3 separate regions of the Mus musculus genome follow, and regions 1 and 3 are each linked to region 2. Evidence: chromatin contacts called from public capture Hi-C and promoter capture Hi-C data. All regions are on one chromosome and are shown on one strand. The core of a region is the stretch at or near the end of the contact, and the rest is flanking DNA. Distances in the headings are between cores, read along the strand shown. Region 1 holds the start of Mylk3 (myosin light chain kinase 3). Region 2 holds the start of Neto2 (neuropilin (NRP) and tolloid (TLL)-like 2). Region 3 overlaps Phkb (phosphorylase kinase beta).

Evidence for each region. Promoter capture Hi-C pulls out the DNA fragments that hold promoters and counts their contacts. Capture Hi-C pulls out chosen DNA fragments and counts their contacts.
Region 1: a contact with region 2 is called in a capture Hi-C map of embryonic stem cells, with 3 times the contacts expected there. The contact joins the promoter of Mylk3 here to the promoter of Neto2 in region 2. A contact is called at or near these places in 2 of 39 promoter capture datasets (both in liver) and 1 of 9 other capture datasets (embryonic stem cells).
Region 3: a contact with region 2 is called in a promoter capture Hi-C map of the HPC-7 cell line, with 5 times the contacts expected there. The contact joins the enhancer-like site here to the promoter of Neto2 in region 2. A contact is called at or near these places in 14 of 39 promoter capture datasets (the HPC-7 cell line, HPC-7-derived erythroid cells, cranial neural crest and 7 more), 1 of 484 Hi-C or Micro-C datasets (nephron progenitors), 2 of 115 datasets of contacts at active chromatin or transcription factors (astrocytes and bone marrow-derived macrophages) and 4 of 9 other capture datasets (adipose tissue, embryonic stem cells, liver and 1 more).

The regions. Positions count from the first base shown.
Region 1 is chr8:85,363,705-85,368,470 of GRCm38.p6, forward strand. It overlaps Mylk3 (myosin light chain kinase 3), which reads right to left and starts at 1,620. Exons shown (of 13, transcript NM_175441.5): 1 at 985-1,620. The coding sequence starts at 1,470.
Region 2 is chr8:85,697,797-85,702,353 of GRCm38.p6, forward strand. Neto2 (neuropilin (NRP) and tolloid (TLL)-like 2) reads right to left here and starts at 3,128. Exons shown (of 9, transcript NM_001357288.1): 1 at 2,845-3,128. The coding sequence starts at 2,878. It overlaps Mir8109 (microRNA 8109), which reads left to right and starts at 3,109; the gene lies at 3,109-3,225.
Region 3 is chr8:85,991,731-85,996,543 of GRCm38.p6, forward strand. The region is part of intron 15 of Phkb (phosphorylase kinase beta); the gene reads left to right. Among named protein-coding and RNA genes, the nearest start is that of Phkb, 150 kb to the left of the region's middle. Within about 2 kb of position 2,026, at least 7 of the 459 cell types and tissues checked have an H3K27ac peak or open chromatin away from gene starts, as enhancers often do. A contact at or near this core is called in the HPC-7 cell line, where this site is marked.

The DNA.
Region 1 (4,766 bases), core at 370-2,869, 340 kb before region 2:
CCGTCACCTCATGTATACACCATGGCAAACATGAAAAGACATGACTATGACTTCCCCTGTTCTCAAATGCTTATATAGTTACAGAGTGCAGTTAATTCTATTATTCTATAAATACCTTTTATAAATAAAAAAAGGGAAAGGTGTAAAACAAAATAGGAAAGTTCATGAACAGGCAGTTCACTGAAAATGTAAAAGGTTTTAAACCATATTCCATCCGTTAGTAGTCTGTCACCTTCTGTTCTTACATGAAAGTAGTTACTAAAGGCTGCTGTCTGCAGTACTAGGAAACCGAGAGCACCGTGCCCAGCCTCCCGTGAAGAGCAGGTCATGTAAAAACTATAAGGAAATGTGCTTTTGCTTTGTGCTTAGTTTCTGTTTTAAGGAAACAGGGGTTGGAACTAATGATCCAGGATTCATAAAATTTATGTAAATTATTTATAAAAGAAATTATTAACAATGTTCAAAGCCTTGAGGATGTAGCTTTAGTAACTACAAGACTGGGTTCAGGCTCTCTAGTCGGGAGAAGGAAAAAATGAAAAGGGAAATAGAGGAAAGAAGTTAGAATGATGTGAATCCTCAGACAAAGAGAGAGAGCACTTGACCCGACAGCTCTACAAGTCATTAAATCAGCACCGCTCCCCATTCCCTCTTTCTCCTCTCCTTCCTCTCCCTGAGCTCAGACCTCAGCACTCTCACAGCTAGTTTGTCCCTCATGTCTCGGTCGGTTGCCTGGAGTTGCCCAAGGATCCATTCTGACTGGATCACCACCTCATTCTTTTTGTTTTTGAAGAGAGTGGGGATCACTGGACTATGTGGAAATCCATCTATGGTCTTTAAATTTCCACCTTTCATTTCCTCTACAACAAGACACAGAATACACAAGGAAACACTGTCTCCAGCTCTCCTAAGAACCATTTCCTGTCCCAGTTCCCCATCAGGGTCTCCGGAAACCACTCCAGCCAGGTCAGGGAATCCAGAACCAACCTCCTCCGGGCCATCGGCCAGACTGCCTTTTCTCCCGGGCACGGTTCCTTGCATGATGAAATCAGCCACCTTGGAATTCTGGAATGTGGACCCTACCAAAGTAATAGCCCTGTCCACAGCCACCACCATCTTGAAGAGGGCTTCGAGCCTGGCACCATGCTGGGCACCCTCCTGCCGCACAGCCCTCACCAGCTCCAGGACCTCAGGCCATGCGGCCTGAGCCGTGGTTGGGGGAGTGCTGCCAGACCCTGCCAGACTCAACTCCCGGGAGGCCTCCAGCCGATGCAGATCTTGTTCCAGGTGATCCATGCCTTGGCACACACACTGCAGCTTCTCTGTGACATCTTCTTGGAAATGCAAGAGTCTGTCGACCTTCTCAGTCAGCACATTAAGTTTTTTGTCCATGGTGGCTAAGCAGGCTCCGCCCAATGCTGGCAGACCCTGGGGGGCCAGACCCTCTGGGTCCTCCTCTGAAACTCCTGACATCCCAATTCGGGTTTGCTAAGGACAAAGGCAAGGAACCTGCAGCACCACGGATCTGCGGATCTGCCTTTCACTTTGGTGCTAACATCTGGAAGGCCATTGTCCTCCGCTGGTAAGAGCCTTGCTGCAGAGCCTCAGCCTGCCCTCCTGACTGAGCTGTTTGGGGGAACGGAGAGGGCCAAGTTCTCTGTGTTTCTGCCTTGTCTATCTCGCACTCAGCCACTGAGAGAGTGACAGGCTGAGTTTGGCCCAGGCCCTTCTCCTGGGGCCTCTTTGACATCATGGTAACAATTAACATTCCTCTTTAAGAGGCTGCTGACTGCAGATATTTTAAGAGTCTGCCCAGAGAAGGCTGGGGCTCATATAGTTCTTGCTAAAGAATGGAAGAAAAATGTCTTTTAACATGCAAACAGGGAAGGGGAATCCATGAGACCCAACCCTTAAACAAAGAACTGGAGACAACCAAGGAAAGCTGAGAATTAGTCTTCCCCAGGGATGAGCCCTAATTGGTTATCCCATACCAAGTGGTCGGCCCTGAAATAATATGCATACAACTAACGCTAAATAAACCAGTAAATTGTATTTATAGATTTATGTGTTTTTATACATATAATAATAACAATAAAGAAAACGAATTTGAGAGGAACTGAGAGGGATTGGATGGAGGAAAAAGAAAAGGGAAATTATATAATTGCAATTTAATTTAAAAGAAAAATAACAGGGTGCTGTTGGTGCACGCCTTTAATCCTAGCAATTGAGAGGTAGAGGCAGGCTGATTTCTGGGAGTTAGAGGCTAGCCTGGTCTAACAGAGAGAATTTCAGGACAGCCAGGGCTATACAGAGAAACCCTGTTTTGAAAACAAACAAACAAAATAGAATAGAATAAAATGCAGAAAAACATGTCCTCATTTACATACAAATTCACTTTGATCTCTAAAAAAGGATAAAAGTATGCATACTAACAAACTGTCTTAAAGTAAACTCCTCTGTGATTTATTATCCCTACGGGAGCATCTCCTCAGCTAGACTATGCAAAGGGGTTTTCAGAACTCCAGGCGCTGAGGAGACGGAATCCCACAGCCACACACACATTTAATTCCCAACACAAGGCAAGACGAAGGCAGAGTAACCTATGAAGCCCCGCCATCGAGCTCGGCCTTTAACCATCATGAAATGTTAATGTGTCTGCAAACTAAAAATGAGCTTTCTGTTGCTGTTCCCTGTTTGGATGGTCCATGATACGTGGATTTGGACTGCCTGTGGGGAAAGTCTACAGCTCATGCCTCTAGCAAACATGCTCGTGGGACCCCTACCTAAACACAGATCTGAGAAACAACAATCTAGCGTACTCACGAAATGCAACCCCACAAGTCATGTTCCTTTAAAAAAAAATACCCTCTGCCGACATATACCAGCGACCTCCTGGCTCCCTGTAATGATGATAATGAACAAATCAGACAACAGTGTCTCAGGTTCCAAGCTCTCTAGTGTCACAGAGAACAAGGAGGCCTGTGTTTCTGTGCTTTTCAAACACTTCAAAAATACTGTGCTTGAGTCAGACTCTTACAGAAGCATCAGCACCTGAGGTGGACACATTCAGGTCACAGCTGGTATGGGACACAAAAGTGCCAAGGATGTCCCAGGCCAGTATGACAACTTTCATGCAGTCCCTTGAAGGAAATAGCAGGGCCTGAGAGGAAAACATGCCCAGGCTACACAGGCACATGGTCCCGAGGGTGGTTTTGCCACATACAGGAAGGCACCAAGGGAAGGGGGCTTTGGTGTCCCCCCAGATTCCCTTTACTGAACACAATCAGTTTTGATAAACTGACCTGGAAATCTGAGACCCATAGGCACCATCAAGCCATTTTGCTATTTTAAGTCACAGGTAGCCTTCCAACAGTGTTCTTGCTATGTTTGATCACAACCCCCCATCACCTCACCCCCGACAAGACACCTGTTCCCCAGCCTGGAGCTATCCAAACTCATTTCTGGGCGTGCTCCTGAGTCTTGGTGATGGAATGAGCATGGCAAGATGGAAAGGAACACTGGTCTGTTTTCTCTTGGTGAGATTAAAGACAGATACATGGAGTGGGGCTGTAGCTCAGCTGGTAGAGCGGTTACCTAGTGTCACAGAGCCCTGGACCCAGCATTACACACAGTAACCCAGCACATTATGTACCAGGTACTGTAGTGAGTCAGCCTGACAGGGATGAATATTTCCTAAGGAAACATTCGTGTCCCTTGCTCTGGCTATCAGACCATTGAAACATGGACCTGTGAGCCACGGTTCCTGAAAAGATGCTGCCTGTGAAGGCTCCTGCCTTAAACTCCAGGTTTGGGCAACATTTGAAAGGCTGCAGCTTCAGGGCTAAGTTACAATTTATCTTGGGTGATCGATCTTTAGCTTACCAAACAGCTGCTCCTTGTCCATGTCTGTGTTGGACCTCACATTCTGACAAACAGATAAAAACCTTGGGAATGTACTAATTTAGCACAACCCTAGTCTCCACCAGAGACTGCCATCTCAGGGCTGAACAGGGGGCTCGGCAGCATAGCCGCCAGGACACACCACACAGTAGCTTACAACTGCCTGCAACTCCAGTTCCTGGGGATTTGACACCCTCTTCTGACATCTGCTGACACCATGAATCATACAGTACATGCACACATGCAAACAAAACACTCATACACATAAAATAAATAAGCCTAAAAATAACTTTTTATAGGGAAGATATCAGATCAGAGAAGATCTGGAGCCTATTAAAATCCCCCATCTCCCTGTAACTACCTCTCTGTTCCCACCAATGTTTTTTGGTTTGTTTTGTTTTTGAGACAGGGTTTCTCTGTGTAGCCTTGGCTGTCCTGGAATTTGATTTGTAGACTGGACTGGCCTCGAACTCTCAAGAGATCCATCTGCCTCTGCCTTCTGAGTGGCAGGATTAAAGGCATGCTATGTCACCCACTCAGCCCCAAAAATGTATTTTTAAAGTGCCTTGATTTGTGGCACTCTTTGTTCTGTTACCATAAAAACTCCACGAAACTATTTCCATGTTGAAACAATGTATTTGGAAAAAGCTACAAGTCTGTTCCAAGGACCATGGTCACTTATATTTTAGCTCTAAAAGAAATCATCTCTTACTCCCTTTGAGTTTAGAGCTGTGTGTTAACTTCACACTAGAGTATCCTTAGGAATCTCACGCCTAGCCAGGGAAAACCTAAAGCTGAGCCAGCCTAAGCAAAACTTCCTCCAGAGAGAGAACTTTACAACCTTGAGGGATAATGGAGCCAAATCAGTG
Region 2 (4,557 bases), core at 1,878-4,377:
CTGAACATGTTGAAAAGTGGGTGGCTTCCTACCACAATGATAGCAGCCCTCCTCTTAATTGTTCTTGCCTCTGAAGGATGTCTGTTATTAAGGTTGAGCCACCACCTAAGAGCCTCTTTTCTAATTCAACCTTAAAGTACTCCAGAAACACACTTAAAACATCAATAATTATTTTAAAAAAGAATAAATAAAAGGATGATATATTATGTTGATCATGTACAGCCTCTAAAATTTGAAATATTGCTTGAAAAACAGGCATGAAATTTATAGTCTATTATTTTCTTATCTTATTCCCAAAGGACTGAAAGTGGCTTTGATTTAAACTGGCTTTGTAATGTACACATTCTTTTCCTTTATGGAACACTGGTTTAAAAATTTAGATTGGCTTTTAGTTCAAGATTCATTGTAATAAAACCATTCATTGTTCAATATGAATTTTCAGTTGATAATTACACAATTTTTCCATCTCCTCCTTCTCCTCCCCTCTGTGTTTGTGTGTGTGTGGTGGTGAAGTATTACGAGGGCTGAGTTAAAAAGAAGCTTTACTGTTAAAGAGACAGCTTCCCCCTATATCTTTCCTGGATAGGTTTAAGACTAAAGAACAGAAGTTAATACTCAGTTGAGACAAGATTTTTAAATACAGATGGCTAAGGCATAGTTAAGCTCCATTATGTCATAAACTTAACCTCAGATTATATAGCTTTGAATATCAATGGGTCTAATAGGATTTTTCTGGAGCAAATGTACAATATTTGAGAAAGAAGCAATTGGTTCATAATTCCATAATTTAAAAAGTACTTTCCACTCAAAACCTCATAGTCATTTCTGGTATTTAACTGGAAAGTGTCCATTATATTTCAAAACAAGGATTTAAGTAAGTAGCATCTATAATTATACAAGTGTTAAATGGCTACTTAAGAGAAGAACCTCTTGATGTGGAAAAATTCACTTATAATACACTTGAGGGATGCTTTTTCATGCCTTGGAACACAAATGAATAGTAGCACTGAAAAGGAGTAGTTGTCTTAAGGTACATTTTAATAATATTTTGTGTAGGAAAATATGCATTTGATTTGAAAAGCAAATGATTTAATATGTGCAGTAAAATCCAGGCTATCCCTTTTTCTTTCAGCCTCCAGATCGCCTTCTCAGGTTCAAAATGTTTTTCTTTTAGTCTTTCTTGACCAAATTCTAATGCTTACAAAGCACAGTATAGAATTAAAAATAGATTGCTCTCTTCTTAGCAAGCCCACATCACAATTTTTCTCGAGCTGTAAAAATACTTCAGCATGTAAAAATAGTTCAGGTTGAATAATATTTGAAAAAATAAAATAAAAGCCAGATACTACACTGTTTTCACTGGAGCTCAGTCATCAGCACGGAGTTTCTGGATAGGCGCAATAATCCACACTGGCCAGAGAGGGCAGTGTGTACCCACTGAAAAGGCACAGGCAGCGGAGCTGCAATTCCTTGAGTACCTCTGGAGATTGCCCTATCCAATTCAGTTTCCTTGAGTTCTGCAGGTAAAGCTGTGTAACAGATCCAACTGAGTGTTGCGGGAGGCTACTCTCATATAGTCGTGTCATTATGATGCTGGCAACCCTACTATGGTGGGTTCACAATTAGAATGAAGAGAATTCCTCTAAAGCAGCAGAAATCCATTTGTGCATGTGGTTCATTTATTATTAAAGAGTGAAACAAAATGTTAATTTCCAAGGAAATAACTACATAATCAGGAGTTAAAGCAGCTACAGAATTTTTTATTTGTTTTTATATAATAAAATTATTAAGAATTTATGGATTAACTGAAATAAATATTCACTGGCTAGAAGGTTAGTGGTTATCTTGGCACAGTCTGAACATAAAAGTATTGATATGCATATAGTTAGGTAGGTAAATATTTAAATTAAATGGCTGTAACGTCAATTAGTAATTTATGAATATTTGTCCAATTATGAAGTTTGTCTAAAACGTTGTTAGTTCAAGAACAACAAAAAGTTCCACTGAACTTTCTAACAAAACAAATTTGAAAATAAGGTGTTAACACGTACCAGGAAAACACCAAAATGTGTAATTGTGCAAATATCAGGATTCAGTGCTAAAAATGTAAGCGCCAGTATTTTAACACTGTCATACTTTCTCTCTTAATATAAGAGGATTTAAAAAAAAAAACCCATTCAGATATTATTCATTTGCAATTAAATCATTTGGGGAAAAGGAAGTCATTTGCTGAAAGGCGGTGCTTTTTCTTGAGATTTATGAAAGGATCAATCCAGGACGAGTTCTGGAATAAACTTTGCCTCTCAATGTAAACCATCTAGAAATATTTATCTGAAACAGCACCTCCGCGGAGAGGCAGCCTCTCAGTGGCTTTAGGAGCTCGATGCTGTCAGCTCGCCGGCCGCTGCCGACCCGTGCATCCTCCGCACAGGACTCATGAGGCAGCGGGACTCGGCGATCCCGGGAAGGCAGCGCGGGGCGCGGGGCGCGGGGGGCATGCAGGGCCGCCGCGCAGCCCCGAGCCCGCAGTGGTGCCGCAGCCTCCCGGCCGCAGCAGGTGGGACCCGCGGGAGGCGCGGACATTGGGGGCTTCTCCGAAACCGCTGCGGCGCGTCGGAGTTGGGGCTTTCGTGGTTTGTGTGCTACCACTTTCTGCGGTGGCAACCTGGGGCCACCGGCCTTCGCTTCGCACACTTTGCAAGGCGCGGAGTCGCCGGCGTCCCCCGGAGCGAGCTCGCAGCGGCGGCGGGCGGCCTGGCCCAGACAAAGGGCGCGAAGGCGGCGGCGGAGCGGAGCGGAGCGCGGCCTGGCCCGCAAGGGGGCGCTGCCCGCACCCGCGCTTACCTTTGAGGACCGCGCAGAGCTGCTCCAGGGCCATGTTCCTCAGCGTCGGCGCTCCGAGAGCGCCCGAGGCGGCGGCGCGGTGGTCACGGCCCGGCGGGGTAGCTTCGCTCCGTCCCCATCGCCGGCCGCCGCCGCTTCCTAGCAGCGGGCGCAGCGCCTCGGCCCGCCGTGCCGGGTCCCCGACGGCCGCCGCCTCTCGGCGGGCTGAGGAAAGCCAGCGGCGGACGCTCCCGCGGCGGGCTCCCTTGAAGTGGCGCGCGCCGGGAGCCCCGGCTCATTTAAGCAGCGAGCGCAGCGCCGCGTGCCGGCCGCGGGGCCACTGCGCACGCGCAGCCCCGCCCTCCCGCGTGCCCCGCCCGCCACTCGCTTCCCGGGCCTCGCGCGCGGCCCACCCCTCCCTGCCGGTGTCTTCTCGAAGCCTTGAGCTCCCCAGGTCCGATTTTTCCATCCCCTCTCGGAGGACCTCAAGCTCAGGTGCTTGAAAACGTCTGCTCAGCCTTGCTGATCTCGGTGGAAGGGAGACCCCCGCGGGGGCCCTGGAGGTGCCCGGGTGAGTTCCCCCGGCCAGCAGTAAGGGTTGTTGCACCTACTGAACCTTCTCCAACAGTTGCCAGGCACAGCGCTGCTTGAGGAATCCTCACTCCCAGTCCTCGCCACAGTGGGCTGAAAGCTCCACGCCAGCCAGAAAAGTGAAACTTTGTTCTAGCTGCAGAGACAGGCGCGACTGAATGCAGACTGGGTCTCCCCAAGGCCACCCCTAACCACAGCCGTACAGACGGACCGCTGAGCGCCACCGGAAAGGAATTATATGTGCCTTGGATAGTTTGTGCATGATCTCGTCTTCCTCCAGCTCTTGTGCATTGAAATTGTCTTGCTGGCAGAGCTGCTTCATCCTACTGAAATAGAAATGACTTGAATGCAGGCGGGCTACAGTCATTTATTGGTTTGAGTTATGTGCATATAACAATGACTGGTATTGGGGGGCCTACCAATATTAAGTCCCTACCGTAATTGATCTGATATATAAATGTTTATCTAGCAAATTATGGCTAATTAGAACGTCCAGCAACTGAACAAAATATTCCAAGGGTGTCACATTCTTTCTTTTCTTGGATCGCTCTAAGAAAGTCACAGAAGTATAAGCAATTAACAAGTTTATAAATAAAACCAATTAACACCTATTAGCATAAAGTTGTTTAGCCCTTTGCTGTGTGCTTCAGTGGTTATGAAAGATGTGTGATTTGGGGCTTATAAGGTGATCACCTGCAGTTAAATTAAAATTGCACCCAGGAACCAGTGAATAAGGCATTTTAGAACCTTTTCCACAAATAAAATAATGATAAATGGGGACAGCAGTTAATAATTCAGTTTAAGTCCTGGGCAAGAGTGGATAAAGAAACTGGGAAGCCCTTTGAGTTTCTGGATCAACAATGCATAGTTGTTGATGGAGGAAAAGAAAAAAAACCCAAAAAACAAAAAACAGCCTGTATGATGTCATCAGAGAACGCTCCATGAAAAAGGGGAGAAAGAAGATGGAAAATGTTTGGATGGCAAGTGAAGAGGAGGGGTGTAGTCATGATTGTCAAGTGTCAGGTAAGATGCAAGTGTGAGCAGGGAATTTGGGACAAGTGTCATCAGAAACTAAAGATTAAAGAGAATGTGGACTTTGAATGTGGAGATGCACTCATCTCTCCATTGGTTTTAGGATGTCTG
Region 3 (4,813 bases), core at 776-3,275, 290 kb after region 2:
AGAGATTGATTGATTGATTGATTGATTGATTCACAAGGCAGCCTCAGGCAAGAGCAAATTCAGACTCATACACTCAACATGCAGAGGATCAAAGACATGGGGAGCATGAAGTGGAGAACTCAAATATGGACTTGCTCTTGGTTAAGTAAAAAACCAAAGGGAAAGGCTAGCACCCTGACATGCTGGCTGGCTGGCTTGCTTTCAGTCAGTCAGTCTGTCTGTCTGTCTTTTCTTTCTATTACTTTTGGAGTTAATTCTATTATGTGCAAACTATTATTTTGTTTCAAAAAATAAAAATAAATTCTCTAGAAATTTTCTTCCTGAAGATTAAGTACTCTGTGTGTGTGTGTGTGTGTGTGTGTGTGTGTGTGTGTCTTTGAGGAAGTGGTGCAGTGTGGTCTTTACATCATAAAAATCTAGCCTGCCTCTTTAACTTCAACTATGGCCTTAAACAATTTAATCACTTTAAGCCTTTCCTTGTCTATTATATAGAAATGGCAACTTTGGACTACAGTGTCACAAATGAAAATGTGTCATACATTTTTTTAATTAGGTATTTAGCTCATTTACATTTCCAATGCTATACCAAAAGTTCCCCATACCCACCCCCCCCACTCCCCTACCCACCCACTCCCCCTTTTTGGCCCTGGTGTTCCCCTGTACTGGGGCATATAAAGTTTGCAAGTCCAATGGACCTCTCTTTGCAGTGATGGCCGACTAGGCCATCTTTTGATACATATGCAGCTAGAGACAAGAGCTCCGGGGTACTGGTTAGTTCATAATGTTGTTCCACCTATAGGGTTGCAGTTCCCTTTAGTTCCTTGGGTGCTTTCTCTAGTTCCTCCATTGGGGGCCCTGTGGTCCATTCAATAGCTGACTGTGAGCATCCACTTCTGTGTTTGCTAGGCCCTGGCATAGTCTCACAAGAGACAGCTATATCTGGGTCCTTTCAGCAAAATCTTGCTAGTGTATGCAATGGTGTCAGTGTTTGGAAGCTGATTATGGGATGGATCTCTGGATATGGCAATCACTAGATGGTCCATCCTTTCGTCACACTTCCAAATTTTGTCTCTGTAACTCCTTCCATGGGTGTTTTGTTTCCTATTCTAAGAAGGGGCAAAGTGTCCACACTTTGGTCTTCTTTCTCTTGAGTTTAATGTGTCATACATTTTAAGAGCTCAATAAATATTATTTTTCATTTTATTTCAAATTGCATACTTAAGAACTGAGAAAAAATCATCAGTCTAGGAGAAAATGATAAATTTACTATTGTTTTTAAGGAAATTACAACAGTTTAATTTTACCAAAGAATATTAGGGAGCTAGATACTGGAGTGAAAGCCTGCTAACTCATGAGTGGCAGAGATAGCAACCCAGCTGATCTTCCACAGCTGATGTCCCACAAAGAGGCTCTTTGTTTATATAATCTAAAAAGGCCCTCAAACTGAATGCCCCAACTCTCTACTTCCTGTGTGTCTCTATCCTCCCTCCTGACTTCCTCTTACACTCTATGGTGTTTTTTTTTTTATGTCCACTCCCTATCAATTGGCAATTAGTCGGCCTCTACCTATGGTTGCCTTCATTTAATCCTGTTTACAATAAGCAGAAAGCTCTTGTATTAAAGGTGTGTGCTAGGGCTGAGCCACACCACAACTAGAAACAGGTTTTCCCAGTAAACAACACAATATCAGGGTTCACAGTGTGATCACACATCCTGAAACAGTTTACAAATACGTAGGCATATGGAAGCTTTCTTGTCTTGTGTTATAGCCTCATTGGTATCCACGTTTTTATAGTCGTTGACATATTCTTAATGCTCAATGACATGCTACATTATCTTTCTAAAATTCTTCATGTGTCTGTGTATACCTCTTCATTTGTCTCCTTAGCAAGAGCAGTGGTTACTTTTTGTGTTTTTATGACAAAGTAACAGAGAAACAGTTTAAGGAAGGAAAGAAAGTTTCTTTTGGCTCACAGATTAAGGGTACTGTTCATCCAAGGAGGGAGTGTGGCTGAGAGACCTCTCTAGCTGTGGGCATCCTGTCAGAAACCTGGTCCCATTTCATTTGCACTCATGAAGAGGAAACAGATGGAGGCTAATTTCAGCTTCCTTTTTTCAATTTTCTTCTTCTTTGTCCTGAACTCCAGCCTATCTGATGGTGTTGCACACAGTCAGGGTGGATCTTCCTTCCTTCCTTCCTTTCTTTTTTTTTTTTTTTTTTTTTTTTTTGGTTTTTAGACAGGGTTTCTCTGTATATCCCTGGCTGTCCTGGAACTCACTTTGTAGACCAAGCTGGCCTTGAACTCAGAAATCCGCCTGCCTCTGCCTCCCGAGTGCTGGGATCAAAGGTGTGCGCCACCACTTAAAACTCTCTGGAAACACGGTCAGCATAAGGTGTGCTTTACCAGATAATCGCTAATCATTTTTACTCTAGACATTGGTCCTAATAGCAGCTGACCATACTCTGATGTTTATTGCTGTAAAATGCTGGCATCACATTTAAATCTATTAATGTGACTTGCTCTTCATTAGATCATTTCTATTTACATAATCCTCTGCTATTCCTAAATAAAAATATTTTATAGTATATAGCTAATGAAAACAAGGCAAGAGATTATAAAACAGTTGAAATGTATTGTTATGTAGAAAGTCATTCTGGGGAAACATCTATTGTCTCAGACCTCCGGCTGCAAATGTGGTTTTGTTTTCCTCCTCTTTTGAAACACCTGTAGAAGCCATTGAGCTACTCATCTCTGTAACAGGCATGCAAGTATTTTTCTCCTTAAATGAAGAAAATGCAAAATCATGCATTAGGCTCAGTGCCTGTATCACATTATAGCGTGTTAGTCTTAGTCCTTGTTTTGTGCCTTTCATTTTATAAGGCAGGAAGTTGACATTGAAACTGAGAGAGAGATGGCATCTCTCAGGTCACACAGGCGACAAATTCACAACTCTGTTGTTCTCTAGACATACTGTTCTCCTCAAATACTTCAACCTTTCTGCCTCAGTGCCTTTCCCATTGTGCCCTTTCCACCTAACATGGTCTTCACGAGAACTTTCCTTAGCAAAGTCCTTTTTGTAATGAAAGCCTCTGATTTAATCACACATACACACCTGCACACACACAAACACACACATGCACATACATACACATATACACATGAGTTTATTAGTTCTGACCAAGCAGTAATCTGACTCAGGAAACTCCAGGACAGACAGGTCAGGACAGAGAACCCTAATCTCTCCTGCCTCTGGGCCTTCCACCTTCAGCGGTGATGGTTGCTCAGCTATTTCCCATTTCTAGGTCTCAGTTTCTTCATCCATCAAGTTGACTGCTGATTTATCATGTTCATATCTATTCCAGAAGGAATTTTAGGTAGGATTTCAACATGTTAAAGTTAAAAGTTGGGATTCTGGCTGAGATAGAGGCCTGTCAACCTGTATGTTACACAGACCTCACTCACCTCTTCCACTTCTGCTACTAGAGGACCTAACATTTTAAATTCAGACACTAGAGGACTAATCTAGTCAGTACAAGCACCCAAAGGAGAAACCCTCAAAAGAAGCCTGCTTCTTGTACTTACATCTAACCTCTGGTTCCCCCCACTTACCATTAGAAATCTTTCTTTGGTGTGACCCACAACATGAAGTCCTTTTACATGACACAGAAACCCAAGAGTGAAATGACTGTGCTTTAGGAAGCTGGCCCTTCCCCTGTCTGCTGCCACCACTCATCTCTCATTTACAGATGTCTCCTGAGGTCGGTCCTTCCATTCTTGTCTACTGGTTTTGCAATATTTGCCTTCCCTTAGGTTTAATCAGAGTTGTGAGGACCATGGCTGGACTCTCTAGCCTGGGCTTTTATAACTGCTTTATTGTTGTTTCCAGGAAGGAAGCAGGACCTTTAGCTTTGTCATTTCTTTAAGATAAGTATATAGATGCATCAAGTGACAGTAAGTGCTTTTGAAAGAGGTAGAAGCTGTTTTATTTTGTGCGTGTCATTCTTCTGTAAGATAATTGCAGTCACTGGAAGAAGTGTTGTTTGCTTTGCCTGCTCTGTTCATTTGGACATTGGAAACTGCATCTGAGATCCATGGATACTTTTTAAATTTCATTTTTCACTTTTAAATGAAAGTGTACAGAATCACTAATCTAGTAGATAAATATATGAACCCTTTGGGTTATTTCTACCTGCCTAACTGTATTCTTGAGCCAGTTTTAGTCTTTCAAACATGCTATTGTTTCTCCTCTTTCTATTTGTCATTCCATTTTGTTGTCTTGGCCTAGCTGGAAATAGCAGAACAAGATGCCCTTCATCCCAGTCTGGGTGTTCCCATTTGCTGGGTGGTCCTTAGCTCCTTAGTTCCTAAGGGTTAACACTGTGGTTCAATGTCTCCTGTAGAATTGACATGGACAAAGCATCTGCTTGGTTTCTTCAGATAATGAGGTTTTGCGGAAAACTGCCCATAATGATAACTGCCTAGTGCTTGCAAGCCCCACTGATGAAGGCTAATGAGCACAGATGGATGTCTGCAGTCCTCAGGCAGAGAGGCCAGGCATTGTGAATTCACTGCCCTGGTATCAAAACTGGCCTTGGACTTTCTTGGTTTTTTTTTTTTTTCCTCCTCTTTCTCCCTTCTTGTCTTTCTTTTAGTAAAAGGTCAGCCCCAGAAGAATATTTATGCAGTATAAGGCATTTTAAGAATGAAGCAAATTAGAACACAGCTCAGGACAGTGTTGCAGAAATCAGAATTGAGTTTCCTGTACTGTATACATTATTTAGTAGAATTGATTTTTAATTTAATTGACAAGC